2 separate regions of the Hordeum vulgare genome follow, and region 2 is linked to region 1. A link is a contact called in public Hi-C data. All regions are on one chromosome and are shown on one strand. The core of a region is the stretch at or near the end of the contact, and the rest is flanking DNA. Distances in the headings are between cores, read along the strand shown. Region 1 holds the start of LOC123407296 (acyl transferase 4-like). Region 2 holds the start of LOC123408515 (fructokinase-2).

The links. A called contact is a pair of places that touch in the nucleus more often than the background predicts.
Region 2: a Hi-C map of leaf shows a contact between it and region 1, with 2.5 times the contacts expected there. The contact joins the promoter of LOC123408515 here to the promoter of LOC123407296 in region 1. A contact is called at or near these places in 1 of 6 Hi-C or Micro-C datasets (leaf) and 1 of 1 datasets of contacts at active chromatin or transcription factors (embryo).

Annotation. Positions count from the first base shown.
Region 1 is chr7H:429,342,698-429,346,661 of MorexV3_pseudomolecules_assembly, reverse strand. LOC123407296 (acyl transferase 4-like) reads right to left here and starts at 2,147. Exons shown (of 2, transcript XM_045100401.1): 1 at 778-2,147. The coding sequence starts at 1,922.
Region 2 is chr7H:430,226,517-430,230,480 of MorexV3_pseudomolecules_assembly, reverse strand. LOC123408515 (fructokinase-2) reads right to left here and starts at 1,809. Exons shown (of 3, transcript XM_045101610.1): 1 at 1,474-1,809; 2 at 1-612. The coding sequence starts at 1,686.

The DNA of each region.
Region 1 (3,964 bases), core at 898-3,397:
TCCCTCCAGGTCTCGTGTTGGTGGCCTTAGTGACACGATGAAGTTGGTGTGGTGACCGTGGTGGCACAGACTGGTGGGGGCGGTGCACTTTCGTTTGTCCGGGGTGACGGTGGTGGTTTCGGGGCGGGAGGAATCCCAGGCGGCTCGCCCGCTACCAGCGCGGCTGCGTCCGTGGGCGTCGCCGAACCTTCCTTAGGGGTGTCGGTGATACACCTTCCTCACTGCCATCCGCGTACCGGGGAAACTCTACGACTTGTTCGGACGGCAGCGTCGTTGTCGCCGCTTTCCTTTCTGAAGGTGTTGCTTGGTACGCGAGGCTTCGGAGTGCTTGGCATGCGGTGGTACTTCTCCGGAGCGTACAACGGTTGTCGGCCGTCTTCGCTTTGTTGAGCTGTCGACGTCAGCATTTTTCTTTCTTCTGTTTCTTTCTTTTTTCCTTTAAATTTGTTTGTGTTCCGGCTTTAATGAGCTGATTGTATGGTTGGTTGTTGTTTTATAATATAAATCGGAGGGGGAAAATCGTCATTTTGCGCTCCCAAAGGACGCGTAAAACGTGGACATGGCCAAGAAATAGGAAGCATGCGTGCGTCGTGGAAATGGGAACCATCAATGCGTCGCATCTAGGCCAACTTGGCGAGCTCGACGGCGAACGCGGCGGCATGAAGCTCCTCGACGCAGCGGAGCACTACCCGGATGCCCCCACGCCTGGCCGCCGGCGGCCTGATATAGTTGAGCGACGCGACGAAGTTGACGTGGTCGTTGAGCGGGAACACGTACCCTGGCGCGCCGAAGCCGTAGTCCACCTCGTGGAAGCCGACGCGGCTCCAGTCTGACACCGTCACCGTGCTGTAGTCCAGGGGCACGTCGTAGTGATCGACGCCGCGCATCCAGCCAGCGAACCGCGCGGGGACCGCCTCCTTCGCCTCCCGTACCGCGCCGACGAGCTCCGCCAGTGACGCCTCCCGGACGGCCTTGCCCGCCCTAGTGACGCACGCCAGGTAAACGCAGTTGCCGTAGTAGCCCTCCACCGCCGGCAGCACGCCGCGAAGCAGGTGCCGCGTGCCGGCGGCGAAGGCGATCCGAACATCAGAGTCGTCAGGGGGCGCGGACGCCAGTGCCAGCGCTCGGCACTTGAACACCACGGCCGTCACCGCGTCAAAGGTGGAGCAAACCTCCCCCGTCGATGTCGCAGCAGCCTGGTTGAACTCGTCCTTGACGCGCGCGATGCTCTCCGCCGATATGTCGGCCACCTGGGCCACCAACCTGAACTCCGTGAGCTGAGGCGGCGGCGGGCTGGGAGGGTCCGGGACCGCGTCGCGGTGCCACACCGGAGTCACTGACGGCACCTGGAGCCCCCGCGCTAGCTCCCCCACCGCCGTGAGGAACTGCGCAGCGCCCTGGCCGTCGAACACCGCGTGGCTGAAGCTGATCCCGACGGCGAAACCACCGCAGGTGAACCTCGTCGCCTGGACCATGAGGATGAGGCCGTCGAGCTTCTGACCGGGGGCAGGGCGCGGGAGGAGGAGCTCCCCGGGGATGAGCAGCGGGCTGGAGTCGAGGCCGTCCACGTCGGCAAGCGTGCAGCTCGCGGCGGCATCCACGAACCAGACGCCCTCGCCGGTGCAGTTCACTGCAAGGCCACTCGGGGCGACGCGGCCGGCCACCGGGTAGTACGGTACAAGAGTCCTCGCGAGCCCGTCGCGCATAGCGACCAGGGCCGCCGCGGCGTCCTGGCTCTTGCGGGCGGTGGTGAACGAGGGAGGGGGGAAGACCTGGATGAGATTAACCAAGCCGGCGCCGCCGGCGGTCCTGTCAATGGAGGAGAGAGGGAGGGTGCCACCGGGGGTGGGCACCGCCGGCGCGATGAGCTCCGGCGGCGACCTGGCAATGGTGGGCGTGCTGGTCATACTGGAGTTGGACATATGGAACTCGATAGTGAGATAGTGCTGCAAAATGTGGTCGTTGGCGGCCGCGGTGAGGCAAGCGGGGACAGAGAAATTTGTCCGCTCGACGTCGCATCTTTGAATTTTCGGAAGAGTAACATTGTTTGGCTACTTGTCCATGGACTCAAGCGTTAATCCACATCTTTCCTGCCTGGTGACCTCTAATGGCGTCCCCTCCCCACAAGTGGAACGCAATGAAGCATCGCTTTGGATAAAGCCTGACGTTTCACAAGAATTTCAGCATCAGTCAGATGTCTTTGTTTTTCCTTCTTCCCTCGACGAAGACCACATCAGAATTCAGAGACGGTCATGACTATCTTTTGGTTAAAATTCAGAGGTTACTACGACTAGTACAACATAGTGCTACAACTCTACTCTTCCGGAGACACTTTTTTCCAGCAAGCAGTTAATTAGTCCGAGCAAAATCCTCTCCATCAATTAGTCTCGAAAAAGAAAAGAAACGAAGACAGAAACAACTCCGCATCCGCGCCAGCTTAGGTAATTACATGTGCACGGCGCCGGGGACGACGATGGCGAGCGCACGATTTGATATAACTGCTGCACTGGCTGGCTACAAGTAGGATGGCGCGACGCGGAGGGCCCTGGCGTCGGAGGGCAGGAGCACGAGGAGGAGGAGCACGGCCAGGATGGCGACGGGCACGAGCAGGAACAGCGGCGGCGGCGGCGGCAGCGGGGGCAGCAGCAGCGGCAGCACCAGCAGCGCCGCCGTCATCAGCGCCAGCACAACCGCCGCCTCGGCCCCGAAGTACCCTCCCCCGTCGCTCTTCCCGCCGTTCCCCGACGGCACCGGCGCGCGTCGTTGCTTGGCGGTCGCTGTCGGAGCCGGAAAGTACCCTCCGGCAACGTTCCTGACGCTGCTGCTGCCGTAAGAGGTGGAACCGGCGGCGTGGCCGACCATGGTAATGGTAGCGTCGCACCGGAGCAGGACGGCGTCTCGCATCTAAGTCCCAGCAATGCCGCTAGCTCGGAGATCCACCCGGCTGGGCGCGCCGGCGTACGACTTGGATGCGTGGATTGGAACGGAAGATGGCGAGGCGTTTGCTTTGGTGGGCAGGACTTGGAGGTTGGAGTGGTTGTTAGCTTTGCGGCGAGCCGGTGAGGTCAATATATACTCCGTCGCTCTCCTTGGATGGATACAGGAGAAGGGGGAAGAACCAGCGGTACGGAAGGATGGCCATGTGTCCACTTGGCCAGCGGTACAATCCACGTCGGTAAAAAGGAAAACTATTATTTGAAAGGAAAAAAGGAAATCTTAGCAATCATGGGTAGCCTTATCCAAACTCGACAACCGTTGTAGATACTCCTTCCGTTTCAGTTTATAAGTCTCTAGTTCATTAATTTGACCAACTTAAAAAGAGACATATATTACAAAAAAATATATCATTAGAAATTTTAGATGTTCTATTTTCTAATAATATAATTTTTATGTTAAATAATATATTTTATATAAGTCAAATTGACAACCTAGGTACACGTGCATGTCTTATAGTCTGTGACGGAGGGAGTACAATTGATCTGGATCATAAATCCAAAAAATTACAGATTACCTCAGTTGATTAAGAACTGCTCCCTCTAATTCCTAAATTTAAGCTAATTTCAATGTGAACTGTATAAGATTGTATATAGATATATTTTGAAATATACTCCCTCCGTTCTTAAATAAGTGTCTTAACTTAATACATCTTTGTACTAGAGTCAGTATAAAGTTGAGACACTTATTTTGAGACGAAGGGAGTAAATTCATTCATTTTATTCCGTACGTAGTTCGTATTAAAATTTCTATAAAAAATATATTTAAAAAGGAAAAAACTACAACAAAAATCTCGCACTGCAATCGGGTCGCTCATCTGAGAATATGGAACATGGTGAGCATTGAATGTAATCGGGATGGATGATCTCATAAAAGTAGAACAACAAAAACTTCACTAAAATACCAGAGAAGCAATCGAAGGCTCCAAACGATCATACCAACAAAAAGAAGCATCAGATGGTAGCACAAG
Region 2 (3,964 bases), core at 560-3,059, 880 kb before region 1:
GGCGTCGCCGGCGCCGGTGGTGTCGACGGTGTTGACAGAGTAGCCGGGCACGGAGCCCTTGAAGTCCTTGGTGAAGTACCTGCATCCCTTCTCGCCGTCGGTGACGATGAGCAGCTTGAGGCCCTCGAACCAGAGGGAGAGCACGTTCTTCTCGTCGTTGGCGTCGCCCTGGGTGAGGAAGGCCACCTCATCGTCGCTCACCTTGATGAAGTCGGCCTCCTTCCAGATGCTCATGATGCCGTCGCGGGCGGCCTGGGCCGAGGGCCAGAGCGGGAGGCGCACGTTGGGGTCGTACGAGCAGAGGATGCCGGCCGACTTGGCAGCGCGCATGGCGGCGACGTGCGCCGAGCGGCAGGGCTCGGTGATGAGCGAGATGGAGCCGTAGTGGAAGATGCGGGCTCGGCGGATGAGGTCCAGGTTGAGCTCGGCCTCCGTGAGCAGCATGTCGGCCGACGGGTTGCGGTAGAACATGAACTCGCGCTCGCCGTTGGCCTTGAGCGTGACGAAGGCCAGGGCCGTGCGCGCGTGCTGGTCGAACAGGCAGCCCTCGGCGTTGACGCCGTTCTGCTTCAGGATCTCCACCAGCATGTGGCCGAACTCGTCGTCGCCAAACTGCAGAAAAAAAGAGCCCATCATCTCGTATTAGAAAAGCTAATCTTGATTGGACCGACCATCAAGATAAACCAAATGTTAAACAAAAGAAAAGATTAAACCTTTGAAAAACATCTCATGCAGCATTAAAAAGTTGCTTCTTGTGTCAGAGTGGATTGGTGTTAGATTTGGACTGATCAATGACCTGCGGTGCAGGTAATAATAGCCGCCAGATCCGAGTCAGCAGGGCCCCACCATGGAAGCGCGGGAGTGGGATTATGCATTTATGCTAGACTACACGTGATCCGAAAGGCCAACAACAGTGGCATCAACCAGCGGCTAGCCGACACCGACGGGGCCAAAGCATCCATTTTTATTCTATTATATATTAAACAATTGTATAATGCCAAAAATTATCGATGGAGCCTAAGAGCGCGACTGATTTTTCAATATTAAAGCAATCAACAATTAAGCAATTTCCAGGCGAGAACAAAACTGACGATGCAAACGAGATTATAATACGTGGGAAAAGCGAGGTGAGTTCACGTGAGGACAAATCGCTCGTTTGTCTCGCGCCACCCACTTCCACTCGCACGCACTGCTGGAAGGCCAGCGCTAGTGATAATTGCCGTTGCTGCCACTTTTGCCTCTGGTCCTATGCGGCAGCTGAGATTTCCTACCCGGAAATAGATCGCATTCAAGGCCGAGAAAACGCTGCACAGAACCAACAACCCTGCATAAGCAAGTCAACGCCCGATCCCCGCCGACGATCGGACGGACGGCGACGAGATCCTGACGGGAGCGCGCCAGATCCGAGCCTACCAAATGCCGGATCTAGACGCGCGCGCACGGACGGCGATCACATGTTACGTGGGTGCGTACCTTGCCGACGAAGGCGGAGGAGCCGCCGAGCTTGGAGACGGCGCAGGCGACGTTGGCGGGCGCGCCTCCGGGCGCCTTGACGAAGCCGCCGGACTCGGCGAGCGAGACGCCGGCCACGTCGGGGACGAAGTCGATCAGCATCTCGCCGAAGGAGACGACGAGGCCGGGGGCTGCGGCGGCTGCGGGGGCAACAGCGTCACCGAGAGGCGCCATTGGGGGCTCTTGGCTAAACGAACGAGACGAAACGAGGACGCCGAACGCGACGGAAGCTTGGATTCGATCGCTCGAGCTCCAGAGGAAAGCTGGTGGTGGTGGGTGGGTTTGGGAGCCGGGAGGGCGGGCTTATAAAGGGTGCTGGCTGGCGGAGGGGGCTACGGTGATTATTATCAAATTCTATCCGCGTCCGGCTGCAATCGCGGTAATCCGTTCGGGCGTTGGATAATCAATCATGGCTCCGCTAGTAGCTGCCTCTTCTTCCACTGACGCGTGGGGACGAGGATGGACCGGGCCCGTATCTGTGTGGATCTATGAACGGGTTTGGGGTCCGCTCGTAACGGGTTGGATGAGGTTTTGCTGGTGCACGGGCCCAGTGTTCGTTGGCGTGGCAATGCTTACCGGGCGAGTAAACCGGGTCGTGATCTAATTCTACTCCGATCCGAGGAGTAATTATCCACCAACTGTGATTATGAGTTATCTCTTCTCCTCCAATCTCCACACAAGTAGGAGTACTGGCTTTGGTGCGAGTCAACCCGATCGTAACGGAGCCCCCTTAGATTTCGGAGCCAACCTGAAACGTATTTGGACCCACAACCAACTAACCGAAGTACGTAGGTGACCTCTCTCAGGAACAGAAACGGACGAACGGCTGAGAAGGATCATGGATCAGGTGCATGCAGTTCGCAGAGACGCTGCTGGGTGGGGCCGTCCATGTGATGTATGCCTGCATGCAGGCTTAAGCCCACTTGCTTGGCACTTGGCAGCGTCCGATTTTTCTACTCCACTGGAAAACAAATACGCTGCCTCCAAGGTGGAATTGGGACGCAAAAACCGACGGAGCACGTAGGTTTAACACTTCTTGGTGCGACAAGAACCAGCTGTTGTACTTTTCTAGCGTGCCTCGAGATCTGGGCTGGACCTGGACGTGTTACTATTTACGTAATTTTTTTTTTGGCAGGAAAAGGTGCCGCTTTAATTCGATGTTGTGGGTTCCAAGTTAGCTCGGTGGTTAGCACCAAACGATATCGCCATAATCGATCTCGACCTACCGGTGCAGCACAATTATTTTGTATCTGAAATTCAGATCATGGAGGGTCACCATCTTTTTTGATAGTAAAGGGTACTGGATCAGCCGATCTCATCGCATTTCTAATCGATCCTTTATAATCGGAATTTTACTTCACCGATTGGCGGTTGAGTAAAACGTTGCGCCTCTCTCTTGCGTCCGCATCGCCGCTGCATCTTCGCCGGTGTGCCTCCTGCCGTTCCCCCGCCGCTACCTCGTTCCATCCTTTGCCTTTTGCCGTCGTTCTGTCCATCAATCATCTCATTCGACCTCTGTCGCCGTCATTGGAATCAAGGTGAAACGTCAGTCGTCGTCGTCCATTGTTGTATCGTTCGATTTCTTTCGAGTTTCTTCTTTTTCTAACGGTCATCACATCTCACCTTGCTTACGCACCGTTGCATGCCATCCGTCGTTCGTTGGTTCAGTCTACACCACGCCGACCGACTTTTGCACCACCACCGCACCCCAAGTGTTCAAAGAATCGCCTAGGTGAGTTTTTTTGTTTGTTTCTCTTTGAACCGAGCCATTTGGATTGAACCGAACAATTTGGATTGAACCGAACAATTTGGATTGTAGATGAAGAGGTTGAGGGAGATGGTGTTAGAGGACTCGTCGTCATCCAAAGAGGAGGAAGAAGACGATGATGACTTTGACATCGTTTTAGGCATGATTTTCAATGATGATGTTCGGTGGTCGAGGAGTGGACCATAATTTAGCCGCATACACATCAGTTGTGATAGAGCGGAGGGTCATGCCAAGATCATGAAAGATTACTTTGATCCAAACCCAACCTATCCGGAGAAGTACTTTCGGCAACGCTTTCGGATGCACACAAGTCTTTTTCTGACCATTGCAAAAGCTTTTGAGAGATATGGTGACTGGTTCATGCTCCGGAGAAATGCATGTGGAGAGATCAGTGCAAGCCCTCTGATAAAATGCATTGCAGCTGTTCTTGGCATATGGGTGATCCGTCGATGCAATTGATGAATATGTACGCATTGGCGAAGACACAATCTTGAAGGTTGTTCGAAGGTTCACAAAAGCAGTGATCGCTATATTTGGTTCGGAGTACTTAAGAGCACCAACCGAGGAAGACACTCAGAGGCTGATGATTGAGAGAGAAGCAAGATGATGGCCACGGATGCTAGGATCACTTGATTGTATGCACTGGAGATGGAATAATTGTCCCCCAGGGTGGAAGGGTGAGTA